4 separate regions of the Sus scrofa genome follow, and all the other regions are linked to region 4. Evidence: chromatin contacts called from public Hi-C and HiChIP or PLAC-seq data. All regions are on one chromosome and are shown on one strand. The core of a region is the stretch at or near the end of the contact, and the rest is flanking DNA. Distances in the headings are between cores, read along the strand shown.

Region 1 (3,398 bases), core at 388-2,887, 140 kb after region 4:
CACTTTATGAGATCTCTCTAACTACTTAGGAAAAAGGAAGTTTAGGGAAGAGATGCGGGTACAAGATACACACACACACACACACATATAGGACAATATATATATATATAGTCTTTTGTCATTTTAGGGCTGCACCTGAAGCATGTGGAGGTTCCCAGGCGAGGGGTCAAGTGAGAGCTGCAGCTGCTGGCCTACACCACAGCCCATGGCAATACCGGATCCTTAACCCATTGAGTGAGGCCAGGGATTGAACCCGCATTCTTATGGATACTAGTCAGGTTTGTTAAGCGCGGAGCCGTGAAGGGAACTCCCAGAGAGGTCGCTATTTAGTTCTCAGTACCAAGCAAGACACAAACAAACCTACCTACACAATACAAAATAAACAATTTTGTTCAGAAGGGTTTTGTTTTTTTTTTGCCTGTGTTGTCTACACCGTGCTCTGAGACGGGGGAGGAAGTCTTAACCTTTACCTTGGCAGTGGGATTGCCAAGGAATCGAGTTAATAATTTCACTGAAGAGCAGAGAGGGAAGGCGTGACCTGGGAAAGGGAGTGACTCCGTCTGCTGATTTGCTCTCAGGGTCTTCCTGGGTGACCTGGGTGGCGCGGGGTCGGGGGGTGACTCAGTTCTCAGGACATGACCGCAACACTTGCACATCACAGGCACAATGAGACCACGGTACCAACACCTCCTAAACAGGAACATGCGAATCCTCCAACCCCTAGTATCCTTACTCAAGTAAGTGAATTACAAGCTCTAACACAAGCTTAACTGGTAGCTTCAGCAGGATTTCTTTCTTATTTGTGTATTTACTTATTTTTTACTTTTTTTGTGGGGGGGCAAAGGTGGGCCCCACGAGCAGCACATGGAAGTTCCCGGGCCAGGGATCAAACCCGGGCCACAGCAGTGACAACTCTGGATCCTTAACTTGTTGTGCCACCAGGGAAATCCCACATATAGGATTTCCTTTATTTATTTATTATTTATTTTCTTTTTATGGCCACACCTGCAGCATATGGAAGTTCCCTGGGCCAAGGGTCAGATCTAAGCTGCAGCTGAGGCCTATGCCACGGCCACGGCAACGCCAGATCCTCAACCCACTGAGCGAGGTGAGAAAGAACCCACACCCTCATGGACACTATGTCGGGTTCTTAACCCGCTGAGCCACAACGGGAACTCACACAGGATTTCTCAAGTGTGACCAAATCCTTCTCCCTTCTTGAAATGTTTCCGAGGCCCCTCAGGACCTCCATGGCCCTCTCTGAGCAGGCAGACCTCCTCATCACCCAGTCTCCAGCCTGCCTGGGGTCCAGCCTCCTCCCCATCTCTCCCCCGGCTCCAGCCTTGCTGAAGGAAACCTGCAGGTGCCGAGAGCTGCCAGGGCACCCAAAGAGGCTCTTTCCCCTCTTCTCTCCCGATAAATTTCTAATCATCCTTCAGTGTTCAGATCAAGCAGCATCCTTCCCAGCGGGTTGAGCGCCCATTTCTGTGAGGGAGGCCACGGCATCTTGAGCAGGTTTCTATTGAAAATTTTTCCTCTGATGTGGCTTCCCTCCCAGACGGCAGTCAGAGGCACGGTCGGGGCTGAGGCCCGTCTCTGGACCGTGACTGGGTCTCAGTGAGTCATTCAATGCGTAGACGAAGGCAGTAGGACAAAAAGGAGACAGACGTGCCAAGGAGCGGGCCTTCCCCAAACGACGGGGTGGGGCTCCGGGAGCCGCTGATGCCCCGCTGGCTGAACGAGAGCAGTGGGGAGGCGTCGGCGGGCAGCCTTCGAGGCGAACGGCCCAGGATCTGGGCACCCTAACTTTCGGCCTCTGCCCTCCTGTGCGCAGGTCTCTGTGGCATATTTTGCTTCTCGTGCCTGGCGGTTCAAGTTGCATCTGACCTGAACGAATGCTGCCTGTGTGGAACGAGTGTCGCAATGCGGACCCTCTACAGGACTCGCTACGGCATCCCGGTGAGTCTGGCACCCCACCGAGGCACCCGCGGCCATGGTCAAAACAGTTGTTACAAACAGGGAGGCCATTTGATGGCCTCCATCAGCCGACTTTGACTGGGAGGAGTTTCCCAGCAGGTGCAACCTTGTGCTCCATCACTGCAGCAAGGGGGCCCTAGGAAAAACCACTCTCCTGTTTGCAGTGGGGGTCCCACAGGGAACGAGGATTGAACCTGCCACGCCCAGGAGCGTTACACACGGTACATGGCTTGCTCTTACACCATCCCTGTAAAGCGGGTAGGTCCACCACACCTGACAGATGAGGACTTTCCAGGTTTGCTCAGTTTGGGCTTTTCGGGGCTGCACCTGCGGTATATGGAGGTTCCCAGGTTAAGGGTCGAATCAGAGCTACAGCTCCCGACCCAGCCACAGCAACGCAGGATCTGAGCCACGTCTGTGACCTACAGCTCACAGCAATGCTGGATCGTTAACCCACTGAGCGAGGCCAGGGATGGAACACACCCCCTGGTGGATACAATTCAGGCTCATTACCACTGAGCCACAGTGGGAACTTCCAAGGACTTTAAAGTTTTTAAAGGTAGAGTAAGTCAGGCAAAGATATGCCCTAGTAATAGAGGGGTCGGTATTCACCCCTAACTTTCCACACCTGCACATCCCATTACGCCAAAAGCTCCACTTTACATAATAGAAGATATTAGTCAGTGTTCTCCAGAAACAGAAGCAAAAGGAGATAGAGATGATACAGATATATAAAGAGAACAAGAGATTTTAAGGAATCAGTTCACATGACTGTGGGCCTGGCAAGTCCAAAAAGCAGGGTAGGCCTACAGGCTGGGAAGAGTTGCAGAGTCCAAAGACGGCCTGCTTGCAGAATTCCTTCTTGCTCAGGAGAGGTCAATCTTTCTCCATTAAAGCCTTCAACTGATTAGATGAGGCCCACCCACATTACGGACACTTAGGTAAGTCAGTCTCCTGATTTAAGTGTTAATTTCATCTAAAATCTGACCTTCACACAGAGTTCCCATTGTGACACAGCGGAAATGAATCCCACTAGGAACCCTGAGGTTGTGGGTTCCATCCCTGGCCTCACTCAGTGGGTTAAGGACCCAGCATGGCCATGAGCTGTGGTGTAAGTCGCAGACACGGCTCGGATCTGGCACTGCTGTGGCTGTGGCAGCTGTAGCTCTGATTAGACCCCTAGCCTGGGAACCCCTATATGCCGTGGGTGCGGCCCTAAAAAAGACAACATAAATAAATAAATACATAAATAAAATAAAATAAAATCTGACCTTCACAGAAACATCTGCAATCGTGTTTATTGGCTATCTGGGGAGTATGGCCTAGCCAGGTGGACCCACAAAATTAACCAAGACAGGAAACAAATGAAGAGGCTGAATCTTTTAGAACTTATTTTACTCCACTGAAATGATTTTATCTTT
Region 2 (3,471 bases), core at 494-2,993, 160 kb after region 4:
AGCAGTGAAAACAAACAGTGAAAACAAGCTCCATGTCCATCAACTGAAGAAGAACTAAAGTGTGGTACCAGAATGTTATTTGGCAATAAAGGTGAATGAAGTACGATATATGCTACAACTCCGATGAGCCTTGAGAGCATCACGCTAAGTTAAAGAAGCCAATAACAAACGGTCATATATTGTATGACCTTTCCATTTATATGAAATGCCCAGAACAATAAACTCTATAGGGCAGAAAGTAGATTAGTAGTAATACTGTAAAACTCTGGGAAGATACTAAAAGCCATCGGCTTGCAACAACCACCAAAACACGATGTCTCCAGATGGCCAGCCTGCGGTTGTAACGACAGTAAACAAAGATGTCTAAGAATGACAAATAAGGAAAGCAATAAGAAGAAAACAAAACACCTGTCCTAAACACATAGACACAATTTGTCTTGCGAGAGAAACCTGAAAAAATTTGCATTCTAGAGATCCTAGTGAGTAGCCCTCATTTTAGAAAAAAATTATCTGATTGATTATATATTTTCTTTTTCTTCATCGCCAGAAAGTTCGAAGTCAAATCTGAAGCTCAACTATATCAATTTTGGAAACTTATTTACCTAGCTTTTAATTTGTTTGTCAGACATCTTCTTGCAAAATAATTTAAAGCTGCTCAGAATACACAGAAGACAAGAAAACTTTAAGTGAAAAACAAGAATAGCAACAATCAAAACACACACATAACAAGTGGGCTGCTTCAAGTTAATTTTTCAAGCTTTCTAGCAGCCCACCAAATTAAAAAAACAACCAATCAGTTTGCCAACTCACAGGGTTTGAATAAGATAGAAATCAATTGCTCAGGTGAACAAACAACTAATCCTAAGACTGAAAAGGAATTCTCCTGAGGAGCCGCATAAAGAATATTGGGTAGAAAAAATATCTCCGTTGCACAGAAAGATAATAACTAACAGATTTGCTTCTTAAGAACAATTAAATGAAAGAAATTCAATAGGAGGTCAATATAATTGCCTCACAGATCTGGCTTAATTCAGGGCAGTAAGACTGGTGAGATCTACACCTTTCAGCCAAATCTCACACAAACAATTCTTCACAGCTAGATGCTCTTCAACACAGGATGACAGTGAATCCAAGGCAATGAGTTGGACCGAGCTACGTGTTTATCTCGACTTTTTCCATGTGTCTGATAGCCTACACGTCCGTATGTTTATCACTGTGTTTTACCGCTGTGTACACTAAAGTTTTAAAGTAGCTATGCTTATCTCAACATAGATAAACATACATGAAAATACCTGATGTTATGAACAAGTATCTATCAAAAAATCCTTTCCCAGCAAAGGCATCTGACCTAAGCAAATACTAGGAAACATGACACCAAGTTCTATTCTTACTGGAAAAACTTTCCCCTAAGCAACCCTGGGCAGGCTACCGGGCCAAATTTTGCTCTAAAATAGGACTGGATAATTATGTTCTGTTACAAACTGACATTTAAGATTAATTAAGGTACTCATCTAATAGTTTGAGTTTTTAAAAAACCAGGCACTATAAGCCTAGAATATAATTCTTCTACCTAAGGTTTCCAAAAAATGTTTTATTCCACAAAATGCTTTCCAATAGGGCTCTTCTTATACTTGAAACGCAAATCTGTGTATGATATTCACCTCCAGTCAATACACTATTCCTTTGTTATCAGGTATTACAGAACGACATCAAGGGGCTTCAAACGTCGCGCACATTCCACCAGTGGCCTCTACCAACTAACCACCACACGCTTAGAAGACGCGAGCATTACCGTCCGCCGTGGTCGCCTTCTGGTGCGGCATCAGCATGGCAGCAAATTCTTGAAGCTGATTTCCTCTGATGATCCTATCCAGGTACATCTTCTCTAAGATCCCATAAGCAGCAAGTTGCTGGCACCTTTCATCCTTAAAGAGAGTAGCCAGCATCCGAGAACGCTGCTGTCCTAAGGGAAATAAATAAGCATCAAATACGCCCACAATCTATTTTTTCAATGAAAAACAACCTTTCTTACGACTCCATTTTTGCCTCCTAAAATATACAGTTTATTCTTATGTGTACTGGAATGGTCCATAAAATTACTGCCGGCACTGAGTCCGTGAAAATTCAACTGCTGCTCCTGGAGGAAAGAAAGGGTCAGGTTCCTATGAGCCTCTGGTCACGAAATCTGTGTATTTCTGTTCAAAGGCGCCTTATTTAACACATACTGTTAATTCATAACATCGAACTCATGGCCTACGCTGTAACTCACGCCTGACTGAAGCTTATCTAACGTAAGACGTATTTCCTCCATAAGGAACGTCGCAGACTTCTCACACCCAAGGACACAAGACAGTTCTTCAGCACGATGCTGAGGGGCCATTTCAGATAGCAAAATCATCAACAAAATGCATGAAAATATAACACACGTGGTATTAAATAGACCACAAAAAGGATACTTGTTTGAGAGCTGAAACAAGGCAGATCATTGCCTTGTTCAGCCCCAGCTGGGAAAATATACAGAGAGACTCAAATTTTTTTGTGCTCTGCACACATCTGCAAATGACTGTAAAAGCATCTAGAGTGTCAACTTGGGGTGACAAATTTTAGTAAGTAGGCAAATCCGCAAATACAGAATCTGCTAATGACAGGGATCAACTGCACATTCATTTGTGAAGACGATGACACAGTCCAACAGGGACTGGTTCCAAGACGAAAAATTAAAAACAAACAAACAAACTGAGTCAAACATCCAAGAATGTTCATAGCAGTGCCATCACCAATAGCCAACAGGAAACTACCAGAAGGCAACAAGAACAAACAAATTGTGGGGGATGTTCACGTAATAGGTAGGATACATGTAACAGTGAAAATGAAGAAATTATGTAACAATATGGATAAATTTCATAATATTGAGCAAAAGAAACAAGAGTATATGTACTCTATGATTTAATTTATGTAAATATAAGAAGCATGAAAAACTAACATATACTAAGGCCTGCTCCTAGAGGAAGGAGGGTGGTTTGGGGGCTAATGGTTAGGAGAAAGCAGGGCAGGAGCTTTCAGGGTGCTGGCAATATTTTGTTTCTTGTTCTGAACACTGATTACATTGTTTGTGACAATTTATCAAATTGTAAACTTTTGATATGTACAGTCTTCTGTACACTATACACACAGAAAAATAAGCAGGAAAAAATCCAATGATATTTGAAAAGAAGAAAGGAGGAAAAGGGAAATAAAGTTCTTGAAGAACCATAGCTAATTAATGCAGAAGAATTGGTAATTCACCAGTTATCATGTCCATTTTATATCACACATACAATGGCTAATCCAGACAAGGGTTACTAATAAGTATTAAACTCCAGAAAGGAATATGTGAAAGGAATCTGAGGAACAGGATTGTGGTGGTGTCAAAGCAGCACCCCAGGAATTATTCACAAAGACAAAACCCACTGAGTGAGGCCAGGGAGCGAC
Region 3 (3,239 bases), core at 293-2,792, 180 kb after region 4:
ACGGAAACAAACATAAGCTAGTTTTACTTGCATCCAAATCTATCCAGATGCACAGCAGAGATGACTGCAATCTTGTAAATCAACTACACTTCAATAAAACTTTTTAAAAATGTGAAAAAACAAAAATGACTCTATTAAAATTACATGCAGAAAGGACTGAGCCATGAGACATATTCAACTTATTTCCAACCCAGGAAATAAGTCCATATATATTTAAGAACTGCTTAATAATGATAATAACAACAGTAGCGATGGCAATCCTGTGGCTCGAAACCTCAGGTCCTGGTCTACGCGATTTACGAGTGACATAAGTGCACACACACACATATACTCATTTTGTCCTCAGACAGAAGCAGCCCATTTTCCTGAGACGGAAACTGCGGCAGAAAGTAGTTAATCCCAAGGCGCAGAGCTAAATTTCCCACTCATAAAAGTAGATTACATTTACCACCAGGCAAAAGCATTACAACCTACGTAAAACAAAGTCAAGGCTTCAATAGCCAGGTTAGAGCAGGTGCATCCTATGAATACGGATCAAAGCGATCTCAGCTGTCAGCTTGAGAAACACGCTTTAAGCAGAATGCATGTTCATTACAAAAGAACAGCGCCGCGAAACCTACAAAGAGAAAACAAGACAACTTTATCCATCCATCCATCCATCCATCCATCCATAATTAACACTGTTGAATAACGGCTTGCAGGGCAGGCACACATCACACATTTTAACTTGCAGTGGACCTAAGCCCTCCGCATAAATTCCGACGAACTTCCTAAACAATCTTGAATCCTGGAAACACCACCACTCTAGACATCCTGACGCACGTCGTGGTGACATTCCACCTCCGTGCCCTTCTTCAGAGTTGCTGGCGGAGCGAGAGAACCCACAACACAAGAACCCACACAAGATGGTTTAGTGGTTCTGGACGGCGTGAGAGCGGCCATAACTCCACAGCCCCCGTCAGCCGCAAGAAGACATCTCCCCGGAAGGCTCTGCACCAAGGACCCAGACTATCAACTTCCCTCACTCAAAAAGAAAAAAGGGGAGAGCCGGGGCAGAGAGAGGCCAGAATGCGGGGTGCGAGGCCGGCCAGCGAGGGGAAGGGGCACCAGGCGAGGCGTGAAGGCCACGGGAGGAAGGTCCCACAGCCCGCGCTTCTAGAATCTTGGGACCAGAAGGGATGCCCTTGGGACTGAGTACGCGAAGAGTCGCCCCAGATCGACAACCCCCCGGGCTCCCTGCACAAGGTCCTCTCCCGTTTTCCGCGGCTCCCGGCAGCTGCCTCCACAACCGGCCTCAGGCCCGCCCCCTTGGTCATCGGGCCCACTCCCAGCTTCACAGCTGAAAGCCGCCATAAATCCAAGGAAAACAAGTCTCTGGCTTCCCTCCCCACCTTCCAGGCCCCTGGGAAATACTCACTTGCCCGCCAGATCTTTATGAGAGCCGCTCGAATTCATGAGCTGGGCCAAATCCTGCCGCACGGCTGCCGCCATCTTCCTCCGAGCTCAGCGGAGGCTGCGGGGCCTCTCGCGGCCAAAGGGAAACGAGTCTAGTCCTCCAGAGTCCGGCCAGAGGGAACCCGAGAGGCCACAGAGTAGCGCCTGTGTGGGCCAGAGCGCCGAGGTCGGGAGCCTGCGTTAGGCCCGCCCCCAGCGTTGAGTGACGCGAAGCTCCACTGCTCAGATCCTAAGCCCGCCCAGGCGTCTCCCGCCGACTCCGGCTCGCACGCTCCCACTTGGGATTGGCGGGTGAACCCCAAGGGGCGGAGTCGCCTGTGCACCTCCTGTAAGTGTCCGATACGCAAAACCACTCCATCTTCAAGTTCCGTGGCTCTCGTCTTGCTTTACCGTTCCTTGTTCTTCAAGGCGGCACCTGAACTACTCATAATAAAGAACGAGTTGGTTTTTGTGTACAGTTCACCACAGACCAGTACTTTTGTCAAGTACAGTAAAATGTGCGCCCATCCCTGTTTCCACTCTTCACACTTTATATAGGTTGAGCATACATCCCAGTTTGTCCAGGACAGGAGTAATTATTTACTCTGTAAACTGTTCCATTTGGATAACAAATTATATGATCACCCTACCTTGATATGTAATTGTATTTATTATCCCTGTATCTTTATACAATTTCTGTCTGCAAATACAAGCAAATAAATGTAAATTTTTGTCTATCCTTTCTAGCTTTCACAAAAGATAATACACCATATCATTATTCTGCTCTTGCTTTTTTCACTATTCTTGAAGATGCAAGTCCGCATACCTGCTTCATTCTTTTTTTAGAGCTGGAGAGTATTACATATCATAAGGGACACCCTGGTTTATTGAATCTGTATAGCTAGACACTCGAGTTGTTTTTAATTAATCGCCAGTGCTGCAGTGAATAACCTTGTTCGTACCTCATTTTGTACGTGTACATGTAGAATACATTCCGAGAAGAGAGCTGAAGGGTCGACGTACTTACAGTTGTGATAGATGTTGCCAAATTGCATTTTATAGGAATGGTACCATTTTGCCTTCCAAGCAGCAATATCATAGGGGTGCAAATTTCCTCAGACTTGCCAACACAGGATGTTAAACTTTTGAATTTCTGCACTCTATATGTGAAAACTAGCATATTCCCTCTTTGGGGAAGGGGAAAGAAAAGAAGACCAGAATAGGAGTTCCCGTCATGGCTCAGTGGCTAACGAATCCAACTAGGAACCATGAGGTTGTGGGTTCGATCCTTGGCCTCGCTCAGTGGGTTAGGAATCTGGCGTCGCCATGAGCTGTGATGTAGGTTGCAGATTCGGCTCAGATTCCATGTTGCTGTGGCTTGACTCCTAGCCTGGGAACCTCCATATGCCCACCTGCGGTCCTAGAAGAGGCAAAAACACACACACAAAAGACCAGAACAAAGAAATCCTTTGAGAAAGTAATGAGATTACCCACATCCATTCAGAACCCACTCCATTGTTAAGAACTTAGGCAAATCACGGAGTTCCTGTCATGGCTCAGAGGTAGTGAACCAAACTAGTATCCATAAGGATGCAGGTTCTATTCCTGGCCTCACTCAGTGGGTTAAGGATTTGGCCTTGCCTTGAGCTGTGGTGTAGGTCACAGATGCCGCTTGGATCCCGAGTTGCTGTGGCTACAGCTCCGATTCAACCCCTAGCCTGGGAATTTCCATGTGCCAGCAGATGTGGCCCTAAAAAAAGCAAAAAGAAGAAAAGAAAAAAAAAAACTTAGTCAATCACCATGCC
Region 4 (3,471 bases), core at 876-3,375:
TGTTCATCACTGCCTTCCAGTTATGTGTCTTCAGAAGTGAGCTCATCTTTCCAACTGCTGAAAGAGTAAGTTGCAACGTCAGCTGGCACAAGTAAGCTTCAAGGTGCTATTGCTCTGACTCCTTGAAACATGTCTTTTATTTTCACATGAAATATGCTAATATCCTAAACTGTGTTTAGTGACCTGATTGCAAAAATTTGCCTGTCAATCTGTTACTTTAAGGAAGGAAGAAGTTTATGCAGGTCAAGTTTCTATTAAGGCTAGAATTGCTATAGCTTTAAGTCCCCTTCTGACTTCTATATACGCATACATATACATGTATATATAATATGTGTATGTGGAATATATATTATGGATATTTGTATATATCTGACTGTTCCTGCGTTATGACCTTTTATAATAAACTGGTGATTTGGTAAGTACAATGTTTTCCTAAGTTCTGTCAATCCCTCTAGCACATTCACCAAAACTAAAGAAGGGGTCTTGGGAACCTCCCATCTATAGCCAGTGTATGGGAGCCAGTGTATGGGAGAGTCACCCTCAAATGTGCCTCTTTGGCATGGGTTCTATTTTAGGCTGGTTGTTTTTTAAGAAACAAATGGGTCAGGAAGAGCTTTAACCTCCTTCCCTCTCCAACTGCCTAAAACATTTAAGAAAGAGGACATGTTCCAGGAAAGGAGCTATCAACATTTAAAACCACAGTACAGTGTGAGCTAGTGTGACACTTTAGAACTTTCCACCTCCCTGATAGACAGGGCGAAAAACCTAGCAGAATCTATTTGTTAAGATTCTCTGTGTCCTACTGTTTCTGTTTAGCCCAGCAAACATTTGTTTACCAAACGTTTGCTCCTTTCATTCTTTCTGTGAATGGTCTTCTATCTCTTTGAAGTCCCAAACCCCTTCCCCCTTCTCCTTAGTCCAGAAGGCCATATATAATGCATTTTTACCTTTGAGTGTTCTCATATTTGGAATCCCTATACATATGTAATGAAACTTTACTTTCTCCTCTCAATCTGTCTGCAATTATTTTTGAGACCAGCCAGAAGAAACTAGAAGGGCAGAGGAAAACTTTTTTCCTCCCCAACAGAGGTAGGTCAGACGCGGAAGTAACAACCTGGACTTTTGACTTTGGGGGGAGGGGCAGTCTTCCAGGACTGAGCCAGCAACCTGCAGAAATCTGATGCAAACTCCAGATGGATAGTGCCAGAACTATGTAAAATTATAGGACACTCAGGTATTGCAGAATTGCTTGATGTGTGGAAAACACATACATCTGGGGTCTCAAGTCAAGCAGTGTTGTAGTATTGAGAGTAAACACACACAGGAGGAAGTGTGTTTTTTCCTTTACAATTATGTAATAAAATTTCCCAGTGTCTTGAAATCTGTCTTCAATTGAACAAATTGTGAGTTTTGTAAATTTATTAAGGGCCACCCCCTTAACACCACCACTGGAGACTCAAGATATCACAGAATCACTGTTCAGGTTTCAAAGGAAGCCACTTAAAGCCTCTATACAAAAAAAAAAAAAAAAAAAAAAAACCATTCCCTAGAATATAAGAATTCCAATGAGCAACTTGACCACGGTCACTCACTAAGTGGTTAAATGGGACAATACATATACAGTGCCTGTAACAGTGCCTGGCACCCCGCGCTGCCCAATAGCTGGCTATGATCATGCAGCTCAAACCAAATGTTCTCGCTGCAGTCTCTTGGCATCCCACACACTCGCTGCCTCTGGATTACACTAACCCCTTTGAAATGATTACCAAATTTAAGATTTTCACTTGCATAATGAACGACCCTCACCTCAGCAGGGTTTTAATTTACATTCTTGGTTTGGCCTCTTCGTGCTCTTTCAAGCTTTGCAAATGTAACGCCTGACTGCGAATACTGGGTTCAGCAGGAGGTTTTGTTCTATTACACATTTTGATGACAGGAATTTCTTTACCTGAAGAACCCCCTCACAGGGCAAGGTGACCACGATAATTTCCACTTCACCTTACTCAAAAAGCTCGCGCCACCCAGCCGCCGGGACTGGACAGGCACGGACGGTCCCGCCGGCGGACGCCACCGCGCATGCCTGCGGGGACGCGGACGCGCGGGAGTGACGTCAGGCCAGCGCGCCGGAGCTCTCCCGAGCGCCATGCTAGGCGCGGGCGGCGCGGGGCTCGCGCGGGCGTTGCGGGCCAGGACGCAGGCGTGGCTGTGGGGTTGGCGTGGCCGCTCGCTGGCCTTGGCGCGCGCGGCCGGCGGCCTCCACGCGTGGGGCCGGCAGCCCTCGGCCGGGCGCGAGCCGCGCGGGCGGCGGCGGAGTCTGTCGGCGGCGGCAGTCGTGAACGCGGCGCCCCGCCCGCTGCAGCCCTACCTGCGCCTCATGCGGTTGGACAAGCCCATAGGTGAGTGCGGACGCGCGCGGCGGGCCGGGCGCTGCCGGCGCCGCAGTGGGAGTGACTCCCGGAAGCCGACTACCCCCAAGACACCCGAACGGGGCGAGCTCCCAAGCGACCAGGCGGCTTCCACGCCCCTCTGAGTCCTAAGCAAAAAATTCGCTTATCACAAAGCCTAGTTCACGTGGTGAGTCGCGCGGAAATTCCGTGCCCGTATCCCTGCGTCTGCGCGGATTTCCAGAATGGAAGCGCTTCCACATTCGTTGTGGTTCATTCTTCCCAGGATCCAGTGAGGCTCCCGAGCAAGTGTTTGAGATGATAAAGACGCTGAGGCAACTAGGGCTTTTTGGCAGAGCGGGCTTTTTGGATGCTGAGTGTTTTAGTACTCTGCCTGCGCCACGAAGATTTAATTCATTCAAATGCAGCGGGTACAGCACTTAGGGACTACTTACTAGTTCACCATCTCCTCTTAAGGGAGGGTTTCCCTGATCTTCCCATGTAGAATATCACCTCCCTCTATCTTTGTACCCTCCCGTTTTTCTTCTTAGCACTGGCCACTAAGTAACCTCACGCATTTATTGTTTGATAAATGTGTCCACTACAGAATAAGCCTCCCTTATATGGTACATTTATAACTAGTGTCTAGAACAGAGCCTGGCAGTAGCACTGAATGAATTAGTTCCTTCAACATCGCTTAGCCTTGGGTTTAGAAAAAGCGATGGAAACGCTGCATTTTCAAAGAACCCCCGGTCTAGTTAAAAAAGACAAAGTATTGGGTGAGGTGGGAAAGTATGGGATCAAATATAAGTGATACAGATAAGAGATGCAGCAGGGAAAAGAGTAATTATTGTGATTCTCCATTGCTGGAAAAAAAAAATCAAGTAGAATGTGCACCTCAGGACAAGTAGATTTTGTAGAGAAGGAAAGAGCTCTTAATTGGTGAGGGAAATATTTTTGCCAAGACCCAAGGGTGGAGTGTTGGAACGCTAAGGATACAAGCTGATGTGGAACCGCAGGTGGGCAGAGGATATAGTGGGAGTCAAGGCCAGATAAGAGCTGGACTGAAGAAGGATGGACAGACAGT

Evidence for each region. Hi-C and Micro-C count contacts between places; a contact is called where the count stands out from the background. HiChIP or PLAC-seq counts read pairs in DNA pulled down with a chosen protein or histone mark.
Region 1: a contact with region 4 is called in a Hi-C map of omental adipose tissue, with 3 times the contacts expected there. The contact joins the enhancer-like site here to the promoter of COQ2 in region 4. A contact is called at or near these places in 1 of 5 promoter capture datasets (liver), 19 of 47 Hi-C or Micro-C datasets (alveolar macrophages, blood, embryonic fibroblasts and 11 more) and 2 of 2 datasets of contacts at active chromatin or transcription factors (alveolar macrophages and skeletal muscle).
Region 2: an H3K27ac HiChIP or PLAC-seq map of skeletal muscle shows a contact between it and region 4. The contact joins the enhancer-like site here to the promoter of COQ2 in region 4. A contact is called at or near these places in 22 of 47 Hi-C or Micro-C datasets (adipose tissue, alveolar macrophages, blood and 12 more) and 2 of 2 datasets of contacts at active chromatin or transcription factors (alveolar macrophages and skeletal muscle).
Region 3: a contact with region 4 is called in an H3K27ac HiChIP or PLAC-seq map of skeletal muscle. The contact joins the promoter of COPS4 here to the promoter of COQ2 in region 4. A contact is called at or near these places in 6 of 47 Hi-C or Micro-C datasets (fibroblasts, liver, omental adipose tissue and 2 more) and 2 of 2 datasets of contacts at active chromatin or transcription factors (alveolar macrophages and skeletal muscle).

What each region holds. Positions count from the first base shown.
Region 1 is chr8:135,266,629-135,270,026 of Sscrofa11.1, forward strand. It overlaps PLAC8 (placenta-specific gene 8 protein), which reads left to right. Exons shown (of 5, transcript XM_003129352.4): 3 at 1,835-1,959. Among named protein-coding and RNA genes, the nearest start is that of PLAC8, 18 kb to the left of the region's middle. Within about 2 kb of position 1,638, at least 7 of the 83 cell types and tissues checked have an H3K27ac peak or open chromatin away from gene starts, as enhancers often do. A contact at or near this core is called in omental adipose tissue, where this site is marked.
Region 2 is chr8:135,289,043-135,292,513 of Sscrofa11.1, forward strand. It overlaps COPS4 (COP9 signalosome subunit 4), which reads right to left. Exons shown (of 10, transcript NM_001105304.1): 7 at 1,793-1,963. LOC110262195 (a long non-coding RNA gene) reads left to right here. Exons shown (of 2, transcript XR_002346887.1): 2 at 1,694-1,931. Among named protein-coding and RNA genes, the nearest start is that of COPS4, 24 kb to the right of the region's middle. Within about 2 kb of position 1,744, at least 3 of the 83 cell types and tissues checked have an H3K27ac peak or open chromatin away from gene starts, as enhancers often do. A contact at or near this core is called in skeletal muscle, where this site is marked.
Region 3 is chr8:135,312,802-135,316,040 of Sscrofa11.1, forward strand. COPS4 (COP9 signalosome subunit 4) reads right to left here and starts at 1,543. Exons shown (of 10, transcript NM_001105304.1): 1 at 1,418-1,543. The coding sequence starts at 1,491.
Region 4 is chr8:135,128,361-135,131,831 of Sscrofa11.1, forward strand. COQ2 (4-hydroxybenzoate polyprenyltransferase, mitochondrial) reads left to right here and starts at 2,126. Exons shown (of 7, transcript XM_003129357.5): 1 at 2,126-2,396. The coding sequence starts at 2,144. It overlaps LOC102167078 (a long non-coding RNA gene), which reads right to left and starts at 2,078. Exons shown (of 8, transcript XR_001304089.2): 1 at 1,949-2,078; 2 at 1-57.